Regions from separate parts of the Mus musculus genome. Here region 2 is linked to region 1. A link is a contact called in public promoter capture Hi-C data. All regions are on one chromosome and are shown on one strand. Each heading gives the region's core, a stretch centred on a gene start, on an enhancer-like site or on the middle of the called end of the contact. The rest is flanking DNA. Distances are from core to core; before and after follow the strand shown. Region 1 holds the start of Nudt4 (nudix (nucleoside diphosphate linked moiety X)-type motif 4). Region 2 holds the start of Lum (lumican).

The links. Promoter capture Hi-C pulls out the DNA fragments that hold promoters and counts their contacts.
Region 2: a contact with region 1 is called in a promoter capture Hi-C map of hippocampal neurons, with 5 times the contacts expected there. The contact joins the promoter of Lum here to the promoter of Nudt4 in region 1. A contact is called at or near these places in 2 of 39 promoter capture datasets (cranial neural crest and hippocampal neurons).

What each region holds. Positions count from the first base shown.
Region 1 is chr10:95,561,527-95,566,817 of GRCm38.p6, forward strand. It overlaps Nudt4 (nudix (nucleoside diphosphate linked moiety X)-type motif 4), which reads right to left and starts at 2,620. Exons shown (of 5, transcript NM_027722.5): 1 at 2,136-2,620. The coding sequence starts at 2,231.
Region 2 is chr10:97,562,407-97,567,184 of GRCm38.p6, forward strand. Lum (lumican) reads left to right here and starts at 3,095. Exons shown (of 3, transcript NM_008524.2): 1 at 3,095-3,479.

The DNA.
Region 1 (5,291 bases), core at 1,370-3,869:
TAGCTGGAAGGGTGGGACAAGCAGCTTTGGTCTATCCTTGGATGGCTCGTGGTATCATTTCAACAGGGAAAGCCCACCTGTAGCTTTCCCAGACATCTTACTGTGCTGCTAAGAGTCTATTCCGTAATTATCACATAATAGAAAGAGCCTCAACTGTACACAACCACAGAAGTAAAATTTCCAAAGAGCCAAACCAGATGCTGAAAGTTGGCTGTGTGCTCGGGAGAATTCCAGCGTCTTCCCTCAGAGCATATCCCCTAACAAGTTGATTCACCGGGGTCCCCCAGCCTACAGGCTCCAAGAGCCAGCGCTTTACATAATGGGTTTCTCTAATACTCCCCAAGCCTTGCTCATCTCACTGTATTTAAAAATACTGGTCTCATTTTGAAAACAGGCTGTAGCAATGATTTTACAGCAACTTCCTGGAGAGAGAGAGAGAGGAGCCCAGGATTGAACCCAGGCTCCTGTGTTCGAGGCAAGCTCTCGACCATGGTGCTATCTCCTTTAGCAACGCTTCCAGCAGAAACAATTTCCAAGCACACACACACACACACACACACCAATCCACCTACCTGCTTAAAGTCATTTATGGAGCTCTTGTCAAGACTGCCTTGCCAGACACACAATTTAGATAATTTTGATTTCTCCTATCCTCATAGCTTCCCCTAGGGACACACACAGATACATCCCACCCCCAAACAACCCCCCACACCCCCAGACACCCCCCCCCACATACACACAAAATGGGCCCTGAATTTCCAACTGTGTATTATGGCACAATCTCAAAGGTAACTTAAAAGGCTTTCAAGTTTAGCCTCACAAAACACGGAGCACCCGACTGCTGAGCAGAGGCCCTTTACCAAGAGGCCAGCTTTCTGGGGTAGGAACTACATCCCTAACTATGATTGCTACCTAATTCTGTCATCTGGACAAAGAATTTCTGCTCAAAGCCGTCTTCTCACCTATAAAACAGGGCGGACCAGTACTACCTCCAAGTGCTAAAAGGATTAAATGTAACACTCCCGGGTTGCACCTAACTCATTGTAAACGCTCAGCTAAAAATCCGATAGAGCAGTGAACAGGTCAGACTGGATCCTGGGTCACTATTCGCTATTACATGTTTTTATACTTAGTTTGCCTTGCCCTAGCACGGCACCTCCTTCAAAGACTCCCCCCACCCCATGATAGACTGCATTTAAGGCTTGTTGGCCTTTTTTGTCCTTTGTGCACTTTTAAAAGGTCCTATATTCCGTTCTCTTCTAAGTAGACTCAGCTCAAAGACCTTTCTCTAGAAGTTCCTTCGGGATTTGGGTTTAACACTTAGAAGCTTTCAAATCAACCTTTAAAATAAATAAATAAAAAGCAAAAGCGGTTTAAAGATCCTAACTTTCAAGCACGCGGCTATCTGTTAACCACCACTGAGTGTACGCTGTCATACTTATCATAACTTCAGGGGCTAGCAATAAGGAAGCCATTAGATCCCATCTCCAGTTTTATGCTTGGTGCTTCCCTGGACGCGGCTACAGAAGCAGAACTCAGAACGCTAACTTTTTTTCCTCTATCAGTTCATTTTAGGCGTGGCAGCGCTACAAGATTTCCCCCAGCTACCAAGTGACTGAACTATCCAGAGCAGGATGAAAACGGAATCATTTTAAAACCGAATAGAACTGAAGTGAAATAAAATAGGCTCTCCCAGAGATTACTCCAAAGGTCCCTATCCGTCCAAAGCAGGGCGAAGGGTCGGGTAAAATCACACGCCGCTCCTTCCCAGATGTCAAGTCACACCGCAGAACAGCCTTGAGAAACCAGAAGAGCGAGAGATGGCCGGGCTGAAAAGGGCAACTTCGCCCCGTTCCTGGCCTATCTTGTCCCTTCTGGCGTCATTCCACATCTCTCGCTGGCCATCTTTCGGTCGTCAGAAAAACTTTAAAAGCGGAGTCCGCTTTGCAAAAGGAGGTATCTACGTAATGAAGCCAACAGCTTGCGACCTAATGGGAGGTCTAAAAGGCAGGCTGGCGAACCCCGGAGGCCGATCTCCAGCTCCGGGCGTGGGGGTTGCCGGTGACCCGCAGGCCCGGGCGGTGCAGGGGGGTGCGGGATGAAGCCCGGTCGCCAGCCTTTGTCCCCGCGCTTACCTCGTCCTCCTGCTCGCTGCGGAAGCACAGGCAGGCCGCCCTCTTCTTGAAGCCCTCGCGGTCGTACGTCCGCGTCTGGTTGGGCTTGAACTTCATCCTAGAGCCGGGCTCCTGCAGCCGCTGCTCCGGCCGCCACCGTGGGGACCCGGCCGCCGCCACCCCGCCGGGGAGTCGGGCCGAAGGAAGTCGCGATGCTCGGGCGCCGGTGGGACGGGCGGCGGCGGCGGCACGGACACGGACGGCGAGGCCGGGCGGCCGCCGGGACGCGGGGCGGAACGCGGGTCACTGCAGTCCGGGCGCAGCGGTGGAAGCGCCGCCTCTGCTCCGGCGCCCGCCGCTCTCCATGGAGCCCGCCGCCGCTCGCAGCCACTCCTTGCTTGCACCCGCCGCCGCCGCCGCCGCCGGGGGAAGAGCGCGGCTCGTGGCTCGTGCCACGCGGAGACAGTTGGAAGCGACGGTGCAGACCGGGCAGAGACGCCGAGGATGCGCGCCGCCCCCTTCGCCCGCATTTAAGCGGGGCTCCCGCGCGCGCGCGCCGGCGCGCTCCCTCCTTTGGGCGCGCCAGTGCGCCTGCGCGCCAGGACCGTTGCCGGGCGGGGGTAGGGTGGGGAGCTGGGGGCGCGGCTTCGACCAGCCGGGGGGCGGGGCTCGAGGCCTAAGTCTAGGGCTCCGCCAGCTCTGCCCTGCCCGCGGGCGAGTGCTCCAGAGGCCTTTTTTTTTTGGGGGGGGGGGTGCGCTTTGTACAAGGCCAGGGAAGGGAAGCGAGCAGAGACCTCCTCGTTCTCCGTTTTAGAGGTCCGATAGAGTTCCCTTTAGGGACGGACCCCAGTACTGGGTCCTGGAGCCAAGGTCCCCGGAGCCATGGCAGGACTACTGAAGCATCGCGGTTAGCATTGCTTGTGAAGGCTAGGAAGGTTAAATTCATTGAGTTCTCTCTCTCCTCTCCCCTTCCTTCTCCCTCTCCCCACTTCCTCTGTTTCGATGAGAGTGCTTTTATGTGCTCTTGAAGAGTCAGCTGAGGCTTTGAAGTGGACTATAGCCAGTTGTCTGTGTTGTGGCATCCCCACCTCCGCTGACCCTCCAGAGTGCATTCATGAACACTGGTTATGGCTGTTATTCTGTGTGTATCTCATTCTAAGTAAGGCCATAGCAGTAAATCAGTGGGATGTTTGTTGTCTGGAAGCTTACAGTTTTAGGCACTTGGAACAACTCCCAATATTTCAGTGCTATTGAAGAGCCAAGATAGAAAGTAGGAGACCGGTGGGCAGTGGTGGTGCACGCCTTTAATCCCAGCACTTGGGAGCCAGAGGCAGGCAGATTTCTGAGTTCAAGGCCAACCTGGTCTACAGAGTGAGTTCCAGGACAGCCAGGGCTATACAGAGGAAACTCTGTCTCGAAAACCTAAAACCATAAACCAAAAAAAAAAAAAAAAAAAAGAAAGAAAGAAAGAAAGAAAGAAAGAAAGAAAGAAAAGAAAGAAAAAGAAAAAAAGTAGGAGACCTGACATCACTGGAATTCAAGAAAACCCCTAATCCAAATCAGGTGTGGAATCCCAGGTATGTGATCCCAGCACTTGAGAGCCCAAAACAGAAGGATTCGGAATTCAAGGCCATTCCCTGCCATTTAGAACTGGTGAGACTAGACTGGTCTACATGAGACCCTATTTCAAAACCCGAACTCCTAACCTACAGGAGCTTCACTTCCCACAGAACTGTTTAGACAGCCACATCCGTTTTGTTTTTCATTCCTGGAAGGCCTCCGGTGTGCCAGGCTCTGGCATCTTACAAAACCGGTCAGACCCTGCCCCTCCAGTCGAATAAGAACCTAAGAACAGAGAATTAGTGACCAATCACGGGGCGGAATATTAAATTGATTTGGGAGTAGTGGGTCTCGCAGATCTTTGACCAGAGGGGAAAGAAGCAAGCATCGAAGGCAGCTAAGGCAGCAAGGGGAGGAGGGGCTGAGAAGACAAAAGAGTCAAATTCTCAGGAGCCTAGAACTGGAGTTTATGCAAAGGTCAGGGAGGGGGCAGAGCTCTTAGAAATGAAAGAAGCCAATGTGGCTGTAGAAAGGACCGGAAGCTGATACCGCAAGCAGGGTTGTAAGGCTTCACTGAGACGCATGGTGAGCACTCTTTGGTGCCTGCCTTTCCCCGGAGCCTAGCAGATGCAAGTTTGGAGAGTGAGTTCATGTTGAATAGATGGTTTAAGGAATGAAGCTTCACCACAATTAGAAATCAAGTCTGTACAGAGACATTTTTCCAAGCTGTTCTTACTGAAGCCACTTGAAGTTCAGGATTTACAAACACATTTATTAATCTAGGGATTCCAGTAGGACTGATACCAGGTGCTACTTTTAGATGAGTGCTGTTGATAAAGTGGCCTTTTTATTGTGTTTTATTTGGAGCTAGGGTCTCATGTAGCCCAGGCTGGCCCAGAATTCCTGATCCTATCCTTCAAATGCTGGACTGCAGGAATGTTCCCACATGTCTGGCTTTACGGTAATCCTTTTGAATGGATGAAGAAGAGTCAAGTTCTGCCTGCACAAATTCTTCAATGATCTGGCTTCTAGACGTGGGTGCCCAATAAATTATCGGCTGAACCATATAGTGATTTACTTGTCTCATTTTTTTAATATTTATTTTATGTGTATAGATTTTTGCTTACATGTTTGCATACATACCTGCACCATACATGTGCCTAGTGTCCTTGGAGGACAGACAAGGACATCAGATACTCCTGAAACTGGAGTTAAGAATGGTTGTCAGCCACTGTGTGACTGCTAGGATCTGAAACTGGGGTCTCCTGAAAGAGTTGCAGGTGCTCCTAACCACTGAGCCATCTCTCCATCCCCTTTCTCGTTTATTGGTTCCAGAAGATGTAGCGTGGGCTAGAATTAAGGAAAGGGAAAAGGAAAGATGTTTGGAACCAAGTTGTTGAAGGGAAAAAGCCAGGCAGAGATTTGGTGAATGTAAGCAGGGGACACCGTTTTTTCAGCTTCCAGGCACTGAAAAGAAATATATATATTGGCTTCAGCTCCTACAAGTACCAACGAGTACATGTTTGGGTGTCTGCGCCTAAGCGGTTCCCAGCTCTCAAATGGGTAGACTGATTTGTTACATTCTTGCACAAAGCTGGGAGACTGAAAGTGCTTTGA
Region 2 (4,778 bases), core at 1,845-4,344, 2.0 Mb after region 1:
CTGCCCCTTTTCTATAAAATCCCCTAGCCTCCAATCCTCGTGGTCGAAACTACTGTCTCCTGAGTGAGATACATTTCAACCCAGAGCTCCGCCATTATGGCTCCACCATGTGGTCGACACCTCTGTCTCCTGTGGGAGATATGTATCAGCCCGGAGCTCCGTCATTAAACTACCTAATGCTTTTACATCAAGATGGTCATCTGTTCATGATTCTTGGGTGCACGCTGAATGAAAATTCAGTGGGGGTTTCTCCACTAGGTTCTTTCAAAACTACATTATAAGAATTAGTGGAAAATTTAAAATAATAAAGCATGAAAATTCTGAGAATAATATTGTGTTGTGTGTTTATACTATAGAGATTGAGGTTAGGGTCTGGAAGATGGTTTAGCTATTAAGCACTTTTGTTCTTGCAGAGGACTGGGAGAACACCTCCAGCACCTACAATTAGGCTCTTAATCACCTATAACTGCACCTTTACAGCATCCAACATCCTCTTCTGGACTCAATGCTCATCCTCACCCAGAGGCATGTGCTCAAATACAGTCTTTTTCCTAACAATTTACATACTTGTTTCTTTTATTTAAACAGGACACCTTTCCACTGAAAGTATAACAATGTAAAAACAGAATTCTAGGCCTTTAGGCCCAGGCTTGGGAATGTGGCCTTTGTAAAGGTATGCTAATCATAAAAGAGATAGCGACATTCCTCTACCCACCCGCTTCCTGGGTTCAAAGAGTGCTCATTCAAAGAAAGTCACCCAGAACCTGCAATGCAAATGTGCTATTGTTAGAGGCTCTTAGAAGCTGTCTTGAGAGTTAACAATTACCAGGTATTCCTTGTGACTCTTGTAACTTTACACTTCCTTGTGACTCTTAACTGGTATCTTTGGTATCTTTCAACAACGCCCTCCCCACTTCCTTGAGTTTCGGTTTCTTCCTTTAAATACCCCCTTACCCAGCTACTCGGGGCGCCACGGTCCTCTACCCCTGCGTGGTGTATGACCATGGGCCCGAGAGCGCTCTTGAATAAAAATCCTCTTGCAATTTGCAGCAAGACCCGTTTCTTGTGGGTGATTTTGGGGTGTCGCCTCTCCTGAGTCAGAACGTGGGGGAGTCCTCACGTTGTGGGTCTTTCACCACAATATTCTTATAAATAATAATAATTATTTTTATTAATAGTAATAGTTATAACAATAAATCACACTTAAAAATCTTTCGATTCTGTCAGTTTCAAGCAAGGATAAAACCATCTTTTGTCTTTCAAAAGTCCCATTGGCTACCTTCCTCTAAAAACGGTCTTCCCTACATCTCATGTCATATATACATTGTATAAATATGTATTCACATATTTTTAAAACTTGAATTCCATATATGCAATGAATGTAAGGCATTTATACTAGTGTGAACTTTCCAGGTGAATAAGGTCATGATTATTGACTTGTACCCCTCTCAGGTCTCACTATTAACATTTGAAACACTGGATATGTACTCTGATTTTTGTTTCATTTACATTGTTATGTTGAGATGGGGGTCTCATGAATCCCAGGCAGGATTCAATACACTATGTAGTTGAGGATGAACTTAAATTCCTGCTCTTCCCGTCCCTACCCTTCAAGCACTGGAATTACCTACCTCTGTGTGTTATCACATCTAGTTTATCTGATGCTGGAGATTGAACCCATTTCTTTATTAATGCTACGCTGTACCAACTGAGCTGTGTCTCAAGCTATCTTTAAAGGAAAATAACTAAAATGTAGAACCTATACTGAAACAGCTTGCTCTAAGAGTTTTATAGAATAGGGAACAAAACACCCATGGAAGGAGTTACAGAGGCAAAGTTTGGAGCTAAGATGAAAGACTGGACCATCCAGAGACTGCCCCACTCGGGGATCCATCCCATAATCAGCCACCAAATGCAGACACTATAGCCTATGCCAGCAAAATTTTGTTGAAAGGACCCTGATATAGCTGTCTCTTGTGAGGCTATGCCAGTGTCTGGCAAATACAGAAGTGGATGCTCACAGTCATCTATTGGATGGAATACAGGACCCACAATGGAGGAGCTAGAGAAAGTACCCAAGCAGCTGAAGGGGTCTGAACCCTCTAGGAGGAACAGCAATATGAACTAACCAGTACCCAGAGCTCATGTCTCTAGCTGCATATGTAGCAGAAGATGGCCTAGTCGGCCATCACTGGGAAGAGAGGCCCCTTGGTCTTGCAAACTTTATATGCCCCAGTATAGGGGAACATCAGGGCTAAGAAGTGGGAGTGGGTGGGTAGGGGAGCAGGGCTGGGGGAGGATATAGGGAACTTTTGATATAGCATTTGAAATGTAATTTAAAAATATCTAATTAAAAAATAGAAAGTGAATATTTTAAAATAAAAATATACCCTATAAATATATATAATCTTCTCAAGTAATTAAAGCAATAAGGGCTTGAATAAATTACTCATTTGCTACATTACATACCAGAAAGTGAGTTAGAACACTCTATCAAGCCAGGCCTTTGGACAGACCACAACTTTGGGTGCCTTCCACCTTGGAAAAAAAGTCAGAATAGTCTGGTAACAGAATGAAAAAGATTAGTGACTTGTGATATTTTTAGGATATATTTATGTTATCTTTGTTCTGCTTTTTTTGGCTTTAAAGTATAGAATATAATCTTCAAGTAGGGTTTTGAGTGAGTTCCTGAGGAAATCCACAAATGAAAAACAGGTCAGACCTTGGCTGAGTGGTTCCAGATCTGAAGAACATGAGAAAGAGTTTCCTCAACATGACAAGCTAAAGAAGACATTCACCCTATCAGTTGTCTCAACGTGTATATGAAGCGCTGCTCACAGTACAGAAATGAATGCATCCTTAGGACAAAGAGCAAGCTAACCCAAGTGAATCAAATAAGTAATCCAAGAGGGGTGGCCAAAAAAAAAAAAAAAAAAAAAAAAAGACTCAGTTCCTTTGCGTGTGCTCATTTGCATTTTCCTGAGATTCTTTGCTCTGTTTGTGATTTATGAGGTCTTTACAGGAGCACAAGACTTGGCTGAGCAGATCACAGTTCACCGCCACCACACATGCAGAAGTTCAGAAGTTTGCAGCAGAAACCCTCTCACACCGAACTGCCTCATTTGTAGCAAGCTCGATTCTTAGGGGTTTAATCCAGTAAAGTACTTCTCTCTCTGTCTCTCTCTCTTCCCCCAACCCCGATTCCAGAGTGGAAGGGTCTGTTTTGTCCACCTGCACTTCGTTAGAGAGAAGCTTGCTCAGAGGCAACACCACAAGAGCCCACAGTGACATAACTTCATCCAGAGGCTGGCGTGATTGGGCTGGTCCCCCCCCCCCACCCCCCACGCTCCTCAGCTCTTGTATCACTGAGACTCTGGCAGCCAGTCCCACCCTGACAGAGTTCACAGCATATGTTAGTGGATTCTTGTTCACAGTGTGCCTGTTTAAGAAATTAACGGAAACAGTGTCAAGAGAGTAAGGTAAGTGCTTTTTTTTTTTTTTTTTTTCTTACTATACCCCAGGGGATGCTGAGTCTTGGGGACAGTGTTTAATTTTAACAGGAACAGGAAAAAAAAAGATCTAGAGGAATTTTGCCAATTTGCTATTCAATGACAGTTTTGAACATTTATTTTCACATTTTACCTATTATACTTTCCATCACTATTGGATTAATTTCACTCTGTATGCCAGACTGATTGGCAAGGGAAATTTAAAACGTTCCAAGGTTGCAATGAAAAAAAAAAAAAAAGTTAGACACTCAAAAACGTACAGAAATTAAAATGTTATCTATGCTAATTAGCTACATATTGTTATAATGTTGAAATCTAGTATTGAGACAGAAAAAGGCCACTACCACCAGCAGCAGTCAAGGGGTTTTGCAATAAAATATGTTGTTACAGGTCGCAATAAACATTCTGGGTTATAAAATGTTAGCAGGAGGACTCAGTTACTTGTGTGGATCACTTCTCCGTGTTTTGCTCATTTTAAAGATCTGTGGTTTTGGATATACACCTTAAGGTACATGTTTTTAAAAGTTTCTGGGAAACAATTTACATTTTTGCAGAAAAGCATTTCTTTCATGACCAGAGGTATTTAAAAAAGTAGGGGCCGAATGTATGACTTACCCTCACAGAGGAGGCATTGTATGTTCACAAGGTTGCTTTGATTTCAGACTGTTAAGTTTTACTTTGCCAAAACTGTGGAATAAATTTTTGTTAGTATGCATATTCCATTTAAAAAGTCAAAACTTAAATGAATCAACAGATTCATTTATGTGATTATGTACTGTTACTGTGTTCCTAGTGCTAGGCAGGGCAAATCCTAACTATTCAATTAAAAATTCCCATCAGAATCATGGGCAAGGGCATAATTTATTAGCATTGTGACTGTATCTGAGGTTAGAATTTCAAGTGTATCTTTCATAAAATCTTTTTCAATGTTTCTTTTCCTGAAGTCTGTCATGATTCTAAGCTAAAGCAAAGCATATATATTTAAAATGCATGGTCTCCCAACTTCTACTTCCTCCAAATTACCTGATGCAAATGCTTGTCTCATATTATTTGCATGAAATATCATGCAATGCAGGGTGTAATTGAATGTGGATTCTCTTCATGTTGTTTCACTCACAGGAACATGGGCTTTCTTACAATGCATTCTGTGATTCCCAACTCTTAAGTTCTAGCCTTCTTTTATGCAAATGGCTAGCTTTTCTCTGAATTTCGAATCATTGTTGAATCTCATCTTAGAAATATGTTATGTGAAAATAACTACCAGGAAAT